Regions from separate parts of the Mus musculus genome. Here region 1 is linked to region 2. A link is a contact called in public HiChIP or PLAC-seq data. All regions are on one chromosome and are shown on one strand. Each heading gives the region's core, a stretch centred on a gene start, on an enhancer-like site or on the middle of the called end of the contact. The rest is flanking DNA. Distances are from core to core; before and after follow the strand shown.

Region 1 (6,022 bases), core at 3,064-5,563, 600 kb after region 2:
AGTTTGTCAGAAGTGATGGTAATACACCCTTGAGGCTTCCATTGTTAGATGGGATCAGGTGACCCGAGTGGCAGCTCCTGGCTTCTGTAAAAGTAGGCATAGTATGTTAGCATCCTGTGTTGGCTGCTATGGACGCCTGTGTATATATATGGCTGATACCGAGGCTGGCGGATCTATTCCTTGAGAGCAACACACAGTACTATCGGAGCGTAATACCAACAGCTCAGTACCTGGTGCTTGGCCTCAGAACATCTCAGCTGAAGTCCCAGCATGCCCCATGCCTCCAACTTTTAAGCTCAACAGTTAATCTCAAAATTGTGCCCAATTAAAATGGGCATGGGAATGTATTCTATCTGCATTGTCTACGTGTGTTCTGTTACCAGACAGAGGTTTCACTGACGGAGGTATTCATACACCTCTAGTCTGGACGAAATGAAGAGGTTAAATATTCAACTCTTGTATTCAATACAAAGGAAGGGAATTAAGAGATCAGGCAAGATAAAATACGTGTTACTTTGAAAGATTTTGTGAGAACAAAAATGGAAGAAAGAATTCTCCCTCCTTGGTTTGGTACTCTAAAAATGTTATACATGATGGACTTTAAAGTAAAGAACGATAGATATGGATTTTCTAAATATTATGGAGTGAAAGAAATAGCTGGGTGAATTTGGTATTGTTGCATTCTTTGTGGGGGGTCAATCAATGCTCATGGCTCTCTTTTAGAAATTAGAAAGATGGCTATCAAGGATGTTAATTCTACCTGACAAAGTTATTGGTAATATCAAACCCCATTTCAAAATAATCCCCTCTCGAGGCGATTGTGAGCATTTCCTACTTTGTAGTTTTCTGAGATTGTAACTTTCCATGGCAGGGGGAGTCCCACACCTCAGTTCCACCTCACACTGGGAGAGAAGGACGAGGTGCTTTACCTTGTCTTTGTTATAGAAAATTCTGGGTGTGTGGTTTCCTTTAAACCGTTTTACTCTCCTCAGCCCAACCTTTCTCTTCATTTTTGGAAAAAATACCTAAATCAACCCAGACCCCCAATGCTTTCTTCTTGGAAAGATTTTGGAATAGCCTCATTGTGCACACGGAGTGGAAGGTGAAGGAAACTGTTTGCGATTTCTTTTTTTTTTTTTAAGCATTTATCGCAATTTGACTCATTTTAATCCAAACTGCAGTCAAGAAAGCATTTTGTATCAGAACGCTGAACTGAGAAGTGTGTAACAACTGTGCTGTGTCTTTTGTTGAAACCTCCTGTGCGGCTGTAATTTAACTATTACTTGGCAGCATTTGGTGGAATGTGCTTCAAAGCTTACAGTTCTGTAAGTGATTGCCCGTGAGTTTATATAAAATAATTAACGATTCCCCACCCCATTTCAGCCAATGCGTATGTATAGCTATGTAGAAATTATGGCAGTACAACAGTTTAACTCATGGGCAATATATATACTCACATCATACATGCAAAAGACCGGCAGACATTTGGTGCTTTTGAAGGCAAGATATGTACGCAGCCTATCTGATAGAAAACGGGTGCATGATCAATAAAGCTATGATAGCTGTAATTTCTCTGTGATTTCAAATGATCGGAAGACATAACTAATAGCAAATGTTTCGGTTTGTACTCTGGGGCACTTCTCTTTTCCCCAGGCTTTCTAGTGGATTCCTCCCACTCTCAGACTAAAGCAGGGTGCTCAGGCATTCAGCAGGGCGTGTGACACACAGGTTTTTATATTTTAGCAGGCAACTGCTTCATTGCAAGGGCAGGTTTCTCAACAGCCCCTCTTCCTCATGGAGCCCATCAGTGAAGTTCAGTGAAATGAATAACATAATTGGTGGTTGGTTCAATCACTACCAGTCTAGACTAGCCCAGACGCATCAATTAGTGGGGACTGTCTTTTTAGAGGGAGAGTGTAACCGAAACAAGCAGGCTATTATTGATACTGATCTTTAAAAGCGCAAATCCAGCCTGGCAGATAAAAAAAAAAAATAAGGCTGGGAGCTGCAGTGGGGGTGCACTGGGGGAAGAAAAGAGACAGGGAACTGGAGCTCAGGGCGCAGGAGGACAGGAAGCTGGAGAGAAAGGGGGGGATAATGAGTGGAACGCTCTCCTGTGCCTCCTAGGAGCACAGTTAGAATTCAGTTCACAGGGCTCAGTGGCTCACCATTTTTTACCTAGCTGAAACACACAGACACAGACACACACACAAAACCACCTCCTTTTTAAAAAGTCTTGCTTTTTTTTTTTTTTTTTTTTGGTCTGTTCAAAATCAATGCAGTTGAAATTTAACAGCTTAAGCAAGCCCACTGATAACAAGAGGAACCAGCTGAAACCCGTTTTGCAATATCTTGCCCCTCAAAGAAAAATACAGAAAATGCTTAATTTTCAAATCTCTAATTGCTCGCTTCCTTCCTTCCTTCCTTCCTTCCTTCTTTCCTTCCTTTCTACCTTCTTTTTTCTTTCTTTCTTTCTTTCTTTTTTCTTTCTTTCTTCTTTCTTTCTTTCTTCCTTTCTTTCTTTCTTTCTTTCTTTCTTTCTTTCTTTCTTTCTTTCTTTCTTCTTTCTTTCTTCCTTTCTTCTTTAAGGAGGCATGCTAGAGAAACAGTAACTCATTTTAAAATCTGGCACCTGGAATGAAATTTATGGGCAAAAACACCTTTATACAAAAAGTTTATGGCTTCCCACAGAACGCAGTGAGATTAGAATTGAGCGACTGTAACAAAGGGTGATTTGGTGATTTTGTAGGGTTTTTCTGTTTTTTTTTTCTTTTTTTTTTTTTCTGGAGGGGAAAACAGATGATTTAGAAAGTGTTAGGAACATATCAAGCCCCAGGGAAAGAAAAACGTTTGATTGGTATTAATTAAAACACTGCTAATATATTCTAATAAAATCAGATTTAACATTCTAAACTAATCCGCCTAGCATGTCAAAGGCAAAGAAAAGTATTATCTATCTTATTTGCATCTGGGCAACTCGAATGCATTTGCTCATTCGGCAGAATTAATTTCTATCACCAGTCTATTTAATCTCCTCACAGATTTAAGCAAACTTATTCTTTCAGGCTAAAAGGGCCCAGGGTGGGGAAACCATGGACGGTATTTGGAAGAGCAGTGACTGTATTTGGGGCCCATTTTCTGGCTGACCATAGTCTTTTCTCTTCATTCGTTATAATGGGATGTGGAGAACGGCAGAGATTGCAGAGTGATAAACGGCTCAGGGAGTCTTTTTTTTTTTTCTTCTTCCTCCTTTCTCTCCTTATATTATACCTGGTGGCTTATTTAAAAAATTTGGTTGCTAAATTTTAACAATGGCATTTATTTAGTGCTGCCAACCTGTTCATGAACATCTAATTTTTGTTTTCTAATTTCAGAACCTATATCATCACAGATTTCTAATGGAAAATAAATAGATAGATAGATAAACAAATAAAGGTACTTATACCAAAAACCCATTATTTTTCTTAGCTATTTTCTTTTAAGCTTCAGTCCTAAGGGTCAGTGAGGAAATATAAAATTTCAATCACCAAGAACTGAGTTCTTTGTTCTGTTTTTAAGTCAAATATCTCTTTGGGAGAATTCCATATTTTCATGGAGCATGGAGTTTCAGCTCTTTATTGCTAAGCTCTCCCGACTGATAACATCATCCTCAGATGGTATTATGGCCAAAATATTTTGCCTGAATATTAGTCTCCTGAACCTGATAGCCCATGCAAATATGAACCTAACACACACACACACACACAAAGATGAATGGGCCGGAAATGCTGAGGCCCGTATGGGTGTGTTTCTATAAGGAGGGAGTCTGCAGGCTGTGGGGAGGTAGACTGCCTGCAGTCTGCATCACGGAGGTGGCTGCAGAGATCTTTCTCCATTGCCTTTTCAAGTCTTCAAGGTAAAAGAGCAACTGCAGTTTGGTTTCACTTGTATTGTTCCATAATCCAGGCAATAAATGCTAATTAGTAATGCTCAAGGATCCGACCATTCAGAGTAATTATCATAATTTACTTCTTCCTTGTTAAAGACATTCCTTGCTGATTTTAAAAAAAAAAATCAAGTCATTCTGTCCCCCATTACATTACAGTGAGTATTCACTAGAGAGATGTTCAAGGTCCACTCAGAGCCTCATGGCTGCATTTGAAGTCACCCGACATGTGCCTTGGCTTATTCCAAGTGGAGCCACAACTTAATTTCAAAAGCAGAATTCATGTAAATGCATCGAATTCTGCACATGCACCAGGAATGTATGATTTTTATTTTACAAACCCCAAAGGCTCCTCCTTCCGGGCCCACCCCTTTTTTCTGAAACCACTTATGAGCAGAACAAAGGAATGTACTAACTGTGGAGGCAGCATTACATGTGAGCAGTCACTGCACTGTGAAGTGTGCGCTACGACAACATATTTCATCGTACAGAAGTGCGGATAATTAAATAATGCCACAGCAACCCTGACTCATTAGCAGAAAGATCTTTAAGGAGGAATCAAGAAGATGGATCCAATCAACTTGGAGAGTACTCTTCCTTCTCTGAGATCTCAAATATATTTTAGTTGGTTGGTGATTGATTCATGCAGGGCTCGAGGACAAAAGCCAGTTTCTCAAAGCCGAATGCGGATCTTTTTTAGACGAACAAACTGTATGTCTTAGATGAGTTGGATTTAACATAAGGCTTAATGTTTGGAGTCAAAGGTAGAGCGTGCCACCTTGATGCTCATTTCCCCTTTTATCCATAGATCTAAGAAATGCCCAACCCTTAACCTTTCAGTTGGCTTCCTCAACATGCATGTAGCCTCTCCTACATTTTCTAATGACGGATGTTCAAGTTCCTTATTGCTTGAACCAAGTAAGTATCATCGTCACAGAAATAAGCAACTGTACTCAGTGTCTTCCAGGGTCTCCCCCTACTCCATTTCCTTTGTCTAGGTGCTATTCTCAGTTTTCAGTGTCCATTGGTCCTTTAAGGGGGAGCTCCAGGTTTAACTTGAGGGCTATAAGCATTGGAAGAATAATTCCCATTGGATACTGTACAGAGAAGCCACCTGCAAAATGTTGACGCTGTTATTGAAGTCTCAAGTGGAGTCAGCTTTCAAAAAATTAGATATTAGATACATCCGGCATAATTTGCAATCTGTAATTATACTAATGTGCATATAGCTGTGCTTTGCTTTATCTGTAGCCTACTTGAGTGTGTCCCCATCACCCCCCATCCTCGGGCATGTCTCATGCTTGGAATTGCTTGGGAGGAGAGTGCTTTGTAAGTCAGCTTAGGGTTTTTTTTTTAATTCCTTGTTAATTAATACAAGAATAAAAGGACTTTGCTTCATGTGTGCTTCCATGAGAATGAAAGTGGAAAACCTAGATGTTGCAAACTCTTGATCTTTCAAAGGCTCCTCACTGGAGAAAATTTGAATTCTTTGCAAAATATTTGCAGTTCTTTGTGAGTTTGGTCTTCATCCTGGCTGTGGATAACTCGGAAGCACAGAGAACAACAGAAAAGTACATATTACACATAAGGAATCCATTTCCTTTGTTGGAATCAGAGACATGGCATTTGCCAGAGATGATGATTTTTAATCTAATAAAAGCAATCAAACCATTAACAATAATAAACAATTTTCTGTTTTTCCCCTCCATTTTGCATGTCACGAGATGAGTAACTGAGACTCTTATCCACTAACTTCAGTTCCCTTTTGGGGCCTCAACACGATTCCAGAGATCTACTGATGGCTCCACTGGGGAGCCCCCTCCAGCGAGCTGCCCCCCCCCCCCAAGATCTACCTATTAAGAAAAAGCCCAGGCAGATCACAGTGAGTTGGCTGGTCAGCCTGCTACTTGCCATTTGCCATGTATGCAGTAGGTGGTGAGCTTGTCGAGACAAGCTTAGAGAATTGTTACAGAGTAAGACTATGTGAGGCCCTAAGTTTTTGCTTCTTCATTCAAATTACAAAAAGGATCTCAAGAGAACTTTGCATTGAATAGATGATGCTACTCCACTGCTCTTGCAATTAGGTAGGTATAGAAC
Region 2 (6,675 bases), core at 1,965-4,464:
CCTATGTTCTCTGCATCCCACCAAGAGGATGGTGCAGGTGAAAGGGCTCAGAATGCTTACCTGCAAATATGCTTTAAAGCAGTCTCAGCTATTAAGCGTGTTTTAAACTGACTGGGTGAACAAGAAATTTGTGCTACCTTGTAGGGGTGGGTCTGATGCTAAGGTCCTGTTCCCCAATTGGTTCTTGATCTATCAGTAAAGATGCCATGGGCCAATTGCCGGGTGGAAGGAAAAGGTGGGACTGCTGGGTCCCCACAGGCAAGGGGCAGATGCAGGAGAAAGAAGAGGTAGTTTGTCATGCTTAAGAGAGGAAAAACACAAAAGCTACATGCAACATTATCTGTGTGGCTCATCAAAGGAAAAAGACAATAGACAAATAGGAGCCACCAATGGCTGACACTAACGGGCCACTTTGGATATTTCCTGGAGATCTGACATGGTTAGAGTCCATATGTAGCTGTAATGGCTAACGTCTTTTCGACACACTTGGGAAGAGGGGACGGCAAGTGGAGAATCCCTCCCTTCAGATCGGCCTTCGGTGGTATCTGTGGGGCATTGTCTTGATTGATGACTGACATGGGAAGGCTTAACCAGGGGTTGAGTTGTGCCACCCCTTGGCAGGTGGTTCCTGGTTCTATCAGAAAGCAGGCTGTACAAGCCATGAGGAACAAGTCAGTGAGCAGCACTCCTCTGTAACTTCTCTTCAGTCCCTGCCTTCGTGTTCCTGCCCTGAGTTCCCTGGAACTCTGGTGACCCGAGAGAGGTATGATTAAATTAACCCTTTCCTCCTTTAAGTTGCCTTCAGGCAGTGTCTTATCACAGCAACATGGAAGCAAACTAGGACAATATTGCAATATTGCACTAAACTAAAGACAGCTAAACATAACTGCTCTTCTTACCCAAATCTTCAAACTGGAAGGGGGCAACCAGCTTTCTCCCGTGCAAGCCCTCGTGCTGGATAATGCAGTGCACGGTTGAGTTTTTGCCGTATGCGCGGGCGATGAGCATGCTGCTGGTGTTACATATTTTCCCATCAGCTTCAAATTCATGGTTGAGTTCACCTACACAGCAATTTCAAGAGACAGGAAAGGTTATGGCTATGGAACTCTGTTGGACCATTCTGCACGCAGAACCGCAGTCTCACACTCAAGTCAGCTGCCTTGGGTGGGTTGGGCGTGGCCACAAGGACAAGCAGCAGTGGATCAAGGAGCCTGGGCAGATTTCTACAAACACTTTGCTATGGTGGGGGAATGATCCAAGCTTGCAGTGGTTGCACAGGAAGGGTAACATTGTCACAAAACACAAAGCCCCACGAGCCTATGAAGGTTACATTAATGTATGAAGGAGTTTCATAATGAAGTAGGTTTCTGCCAGACTGGAAGACAGATCTGAGCCTTAAGGCTTTTCTGCTTACCACTCTGTTTCATGCCCAGTCTTCTTGGCAGTGCACAGCCCCTCAGAGCATTAAAGGGCAGAGATAATTTGTACAGCTAGCAAAGGCAACATGTACTGAAACGGCAGCAAACACTGTGGAAATGCTTCCCTCCAAATCACAATTAGTTTTCTGTTGCCAGCAAAGATACTTATTTTTATAGTATGAAAAACATTTTTAATGCGGGGTTCAGGAAGTAGTTCAAACTGGCCTGGGACTCATGATGTAGCTCAGCCTGGCCTCAAACACACGACCCTCTTGCCCCACCCCACCTTCCAGACATTGGGACTGCATGTATAACCCACCACGCATGCGTCTCAGAACGTCTTCATCTGTCTCTGTGTGTTCAATAGTGTCACATATATAAGGAAGGCTTTGTGTGTTTAATTACGGACACTTCCTGACTTAGGCCTCAACTAGGACTTCTTACCCGTAAAATGTATAAAGGCACACACGTGCCCACTCGTAGGCACAGGCAATGGTTCTTTGTTCTAACTGCCTTCAGCACAGAATTGGATACAATGCATGCATTGCTGGAAAACGTGCTGTGGAATATGCTGTGTAACAGAAGATGTTGCTGCTGGAGGGATAACAATGTAAGTGTTCAACGTGTGTCGGAGGTTGATTAAGTTGTTTGGTGAATTGGAGCATTAAGAAAATTTTCATGAAAAATACTTCAGTTTATTGTAGTTTCTTGGGATACCGCCACCTGGTAAGCAGACTACCTCTTGCACACATTCAATGTTACACATGTTTCTAATTTTATAACTTTGTTTCCAAGTTTATGCTCAGCATTACACTTACTTCAGGGAATTTTGTCAGTTTTTTTAAAAAAGTATTACAAATAACTCATTTTATATTTCTATCTTAATTTTTAAAAGTGTGATTTGAGATAGCCTTTTAAAAATTATTAGATATTTTCTTCATTTACATTTCAAATGCTAGCCCAAAAGTCCCCTATACCCTCTCCCCACCCTGCTCCCCAATCTACCCACTCCTGCTTCCTGGCCCTGGCATTTCCCTGTACTGGGGCATATGATCTTCGTAAGACCAAGGGCTTCTATTCCTATTGATGGCTGACTAGGCCATCCTCTGCTACATATGCAACTAGAGACACAGCTCTGGGGGCGGGGGGGATACTGGTTAGTTTGTATTGTTGATCCTCCTATAGGGTTGCAGACCCCTTTAGCTCCTTGGGTACTTTCTCTAGTTCCTTTATTAGGGGCCCTGTGTTCCATCCAATAGATGACTGTAAACATCCACTTCTGTATTTGCCAGGCACTGGCATAGCCTCTCAAGAGACAGCTATATCAGTGAGGTAACCCAATCACAAAAGAACACACATGATATGCACTCACTGATAAGAGATATTAACCCAAAAACTTAGACTATCCAAGATAAAATTTGCAAAACACATGAAACTCAAGAAGAAGGAAGACAAAAGTGTGGATACTTCTTTCCTTCTTAGAATGGGGAACAAAATACTCATGGAGGGAGTTACAGAGACAAAGTTTGGAGCTGAGACGGAAGAAAGGACCATCCAGAGACTACCCCACCTGGGGATCCATCCCATATCCAACTACCAAACCCAGACACTATTGCATATGCCAGCAAGATTTAGCTGACAGGACCCTGATATAGCTATCTCTTGAGAGATAGCCTTTTAACATTAGATGAAATATTAGTTATTATAATGCTAATTTCTCTGGAGCAGAACTGATAGAATGATGTCTTTAGACAGTGTGTGCCACCAGAGGGCACCATAATACTTTAAAAAGCTCTTGGAGGACAGAAGGAAAGGAAACAAAGAACCTTCTTTCTGTGCACTTACCATAGATCTCCAGACCTTCCCCCAGCAGCCAGGTGATTTGTGGCGGGGGCTTGCTTCTCTCTGTGGAACATTTCAGCACAACCGATTTCTCTCCATTCTGCCTTCTGAGAACCAAAGCTTCCACGGTTGGCTGGAAAGGAGTCACTAGAAGAAAATGAATTTTTCTGTGCTAAACTAGTTGTAGGTGTGCATGTGTGCACAGACATGTAGATACCAGATATAGGTTTCAGGCATACTCTTTGCCTGCTATCTATCATTGGATCTGGAGTTCATGGATCCAGCTAGGCTGGCTGGCTAATGAGCCATAGGGACATACATGCCCCTATATCAGTGATGGAGCTAAAGATGCCTGTGCCCAGCCTTAATGTGGGCATCCTAACTCAGTTTGTCAGGCCTGCGTGATAATCACTTTCCTGAATGAGGCAGCTTCCTGTCCACCTGGCCTGTGTATGTTGAGAAAAGAACATCACCTATAAATCTTAGGGATTGCTATAAGATAATTCTTTAATTACAGGTCATATTTCTTGCTTAATTTTTCCCAGAATCCATTTGTGTTGTTCTTTCAAAGAACCAAGTTGGCTAAAGTCAGGATGTGTGTTACTGAATATGGGATGAGTTCCTTAGAATTTCCAAAGAGACTTTGTTAGAACAGCAGTCTGGATGTGATGTCGCATTATGTTTGGCTGCTAGCACATTAGGGAGAGACCTGACTTTTAGTCTCGCCTCTGTCACCAGCTGGAGAAACTTAGACAAATCCTCCGACTTCTTGGTACATCGGCTGTAACACAAAAGGTTGGCTTTTCAGCTCTAAACTTTTGTAAGTTTATGCAAATAAGGGCAAAGTGCATATCTTAGGCCCTTCCTCACACCCAAAGAACATTTCTATTCTCAAGGACCCTCTGGCCATTTCTCTTTGTACTTCCTCCCCAGAAATCATTTTCAGCTGGGCATACTTCCTTTTTCCAATTCTACTTTTGTTTTCATGGAGAACCGCACTTGTGGGCATTTACTGGATCCATGCAGACACAGGGGAAGAACTGGCTGAGCTAGGCAGGCTCAGGATTACTTGTTGACACCACAGAGATGGGAAAGAGAGACCTCTCAAGGAGCGGAATAGTCTGGCTTTGGGTTTAGATCCTATGCTTTTAGTTAGAACGGCAGTTCTCAACCTATGGGTCACGACCCGTTTAGGGGTTGAACAACCCTTTCTCAGAGGTCAGTTGTCTAAGACCGTCAGAAAACACAGATATACACACGATGTTTCATAACAGCAAAGTTACAGTTATGAAGTAGCAACGAAAATAATTTAGTGGTTGGGGGTCATCACAATGTGAGGAACTGTATTAAAGCCTTAGGGATGGATGCTGAGCACTGCTGGGTTAGAGGAGCCTGCAGTGGGACTCAGAGCGATGGCTCAGGGTAGAACATGTGTTCACCATGCCCAAAGCTCTGGGTTCAATCCTTAGTAACATCACAAGAAAGGCAGAAATGATCCTGTGCCTAGCGTTATGATAGGGGAGCGTGTACGGCGTTACAGCAGCCCAGAAGCTGTCTTAACCAGGATGGCTAGGCATGTTGCCCAGTGGTAGAAATAAGCAGCTGGCAAACTCCTTAAGGGCAGAGAGCATGCCTGTGTCTTTGATTCTCTAGAGTCTCATATGGTGACTGGCACATAATCACAACCTATAAAACACGAATATTACTTCTGTTTAGTTTCCTGAAAACAAACAAAACCTAGTTGGTGCCCCAGGCAAGTGTATTAATTTACTTTTGAATCTAGAGCTTCACACACACACACACACACACACACACACACACACGCACGCACTCAGGTCTCTTTAATTTTCTTTCAATAAAAGATGGCAGACATGCCCTCAGACGCTCCTGTTACAGGTAAAACTTTTTACATTAAAATACCAAGTTTAAAAATGGTACTTCGTGGAGTTGGGAGGGGTGGCTCAGTGGGTAAGAGAGAGTCTGGGACCTGTGTTTGGTTTGTAGCACCCATGTTGGGTGGATCACAATCACCCGACAGCTCCCTGGGAGCTGTTTGGTTGTTTGGGCTTCTTCCGGCTTGTCTGGGCACCTACACTTTATCCTCACATAGACACAGACACATACTTAAAAATAAATCTTATTAGCGATTCATTGTAACTTCAAAGTGGGCTGGGGGAAGTGTCTCAACACAGCCAAGTTCATGCTACCGAGTCTAAGTTCAATCCCCAAGATAAATATGGCAGGAGGAAGGACTGGATTCCTGCAAGTTGTCTTCTGACTTGGGTGTGAGCCCCATGGCAATGCTAATCCTCGAATAAGCTTTTTAAAATAAAAGTAAGTAAATAAATAGATAGATAAATAAATAAAATGGTTCATTTTGTCCATCATGTCCCTGGGGAGTTACCCTGCTGGGAACATACCTAACACGGTCACTCTCACTTGCTTCGTCTTCACAGAACTCCCGTAGTGCAAGCATGTATACACACCTTCCTCTCGGAGAGTTACATTGGACACACTAATGGAGAGTTGTGTAGCTGAATGGTGAAGAAGCTGGTATTTGGAGCTTTTTAAAGCTGTACAAGAGGCAAAGAGAAGTTGTTATGAGGAAAACTCGCTCACAGGAGAACCTGCCCCTGCCTCCCAGTGCCCAGATGAAAAGGATGTGCCCCAACGCCTGGGTTCCACTGCTTTCCTGAGTGCCCTGCTGTGATTTGCTTCTTTGAAACCTGATGTGCCTGTGGTTTGTCTTGAAACGACAAATGTCAGCAGTAGAAGAGAAATTCACCAGCTGAGTGCCTTCAATTTTTAATTTTAAAAAATGTTTGTTACTATTTGAGGAGTCCTGCGGATTTTGGCAGAGTCCTTCGAGGGATTTGGCCAGTAGTACAAAAAAGCCAGCTCAGACAGCACTAACCCAGCATGGAGGGTTCCTCTTCATCTTATTTGACCAACTGACCTGGGAATTTCACATGAAGTAAAAGATTCCAGGGCAAAGCTCTGGAAACAGTGAGTTTGTTGATTTACCTTTTCATCTGTTAAAGGTGCATAATTTGCACAGCGTAAACAGAGTTAAACCTGGGCTGGGTTAAAGCCTGAGGATGCCTGTGTCTCTAGGGACCTGATGCCTCTTGAGCTAGCACTCCGGGTTTGCAGCCTCATCTTGGCTGACACTGGAACCAAGAGTTCTTTGCTATGGGGCTTCAGCAAGAGGCAGATGCTTAGTGCATGCTTGGTGACTACCTTCCAGATCCCAGAGCCGGCAGGCACCCCACTCCAGATTTGTGACAACTTCAACAATTCTCGGAGACTACCAAATGCCAGGCAGAGGTGTGATGACCCTCACCTGGCAAGTCTTCCACGTGGATCAAGGGGTTTTGCTGAAGAAACCTCAAGATGTCTAACTTCTCATTCTCCC

What was found. HiChIP or PLAC-seq counts read pairs in DNA pulled down with a chosen protein or histone mark.
Region 1: a contact with region 2 is called in an H3K4me3 HiChIP or PLAC-seq map of forebrain, with 3 times the contacts expected there. The contact joins two enhancer-like sites. A contact is called at or near these places in 4 of 39 promoter capture datasets (cranial neural crest, frontonasal cranial neural crest, hippocampal neurons and 1 more) and 4 of 115 datasets of contacts at active chromatin or transcription factors (craniofacial prominence, embryonic hindbrain, embryonic limb bud and 1 more).

Annotation. Positions count from the first base shown.
Region 1 is chr9:41,582,153-41,588,174 of GRCm38.p6, forward strand. All of the region lies in intron 4 of Mir100hg (Mir100 Mirlet7a-2 Mir125b-1 cluster host gene), which reads left to right. Among named protein-coding and RNA genes, the nearest start is that of Mir125b-1, 3.2 kb to the left of the region's middle. Within about 2 kb of position 4,314, at least 67 of the 459 cell types and tissues checked have an H3K27ac peak or open chromatin away from gene starts, as enhancers often do. A contact at or near this core is called in forebrain, where this site is marked.
Region 2 is chr9:40,986,882-40,993,556 of GRCm38.p6, forward strand. It overlaps Crtam (cytotoxic and regulatory T cell molecule), which reads right to left. Exons shown (of 10, transcript NM_001281954.1): 3 at 5,681-5,833; 4 at 3,264-3,407; 5 at 900-1,061. Among named protein-coding and RNA genes, the nearest start is that of Crtam, 14 kb to the right of the region's middle. Within about 2 kb of position 3,215, at least 27 of the 459 cell types and tissues checked have an H3K27ac peak or open chromatin away from gene starts, as enhancers often do. A contact at or near this core is called in forebrain, where this site is marked.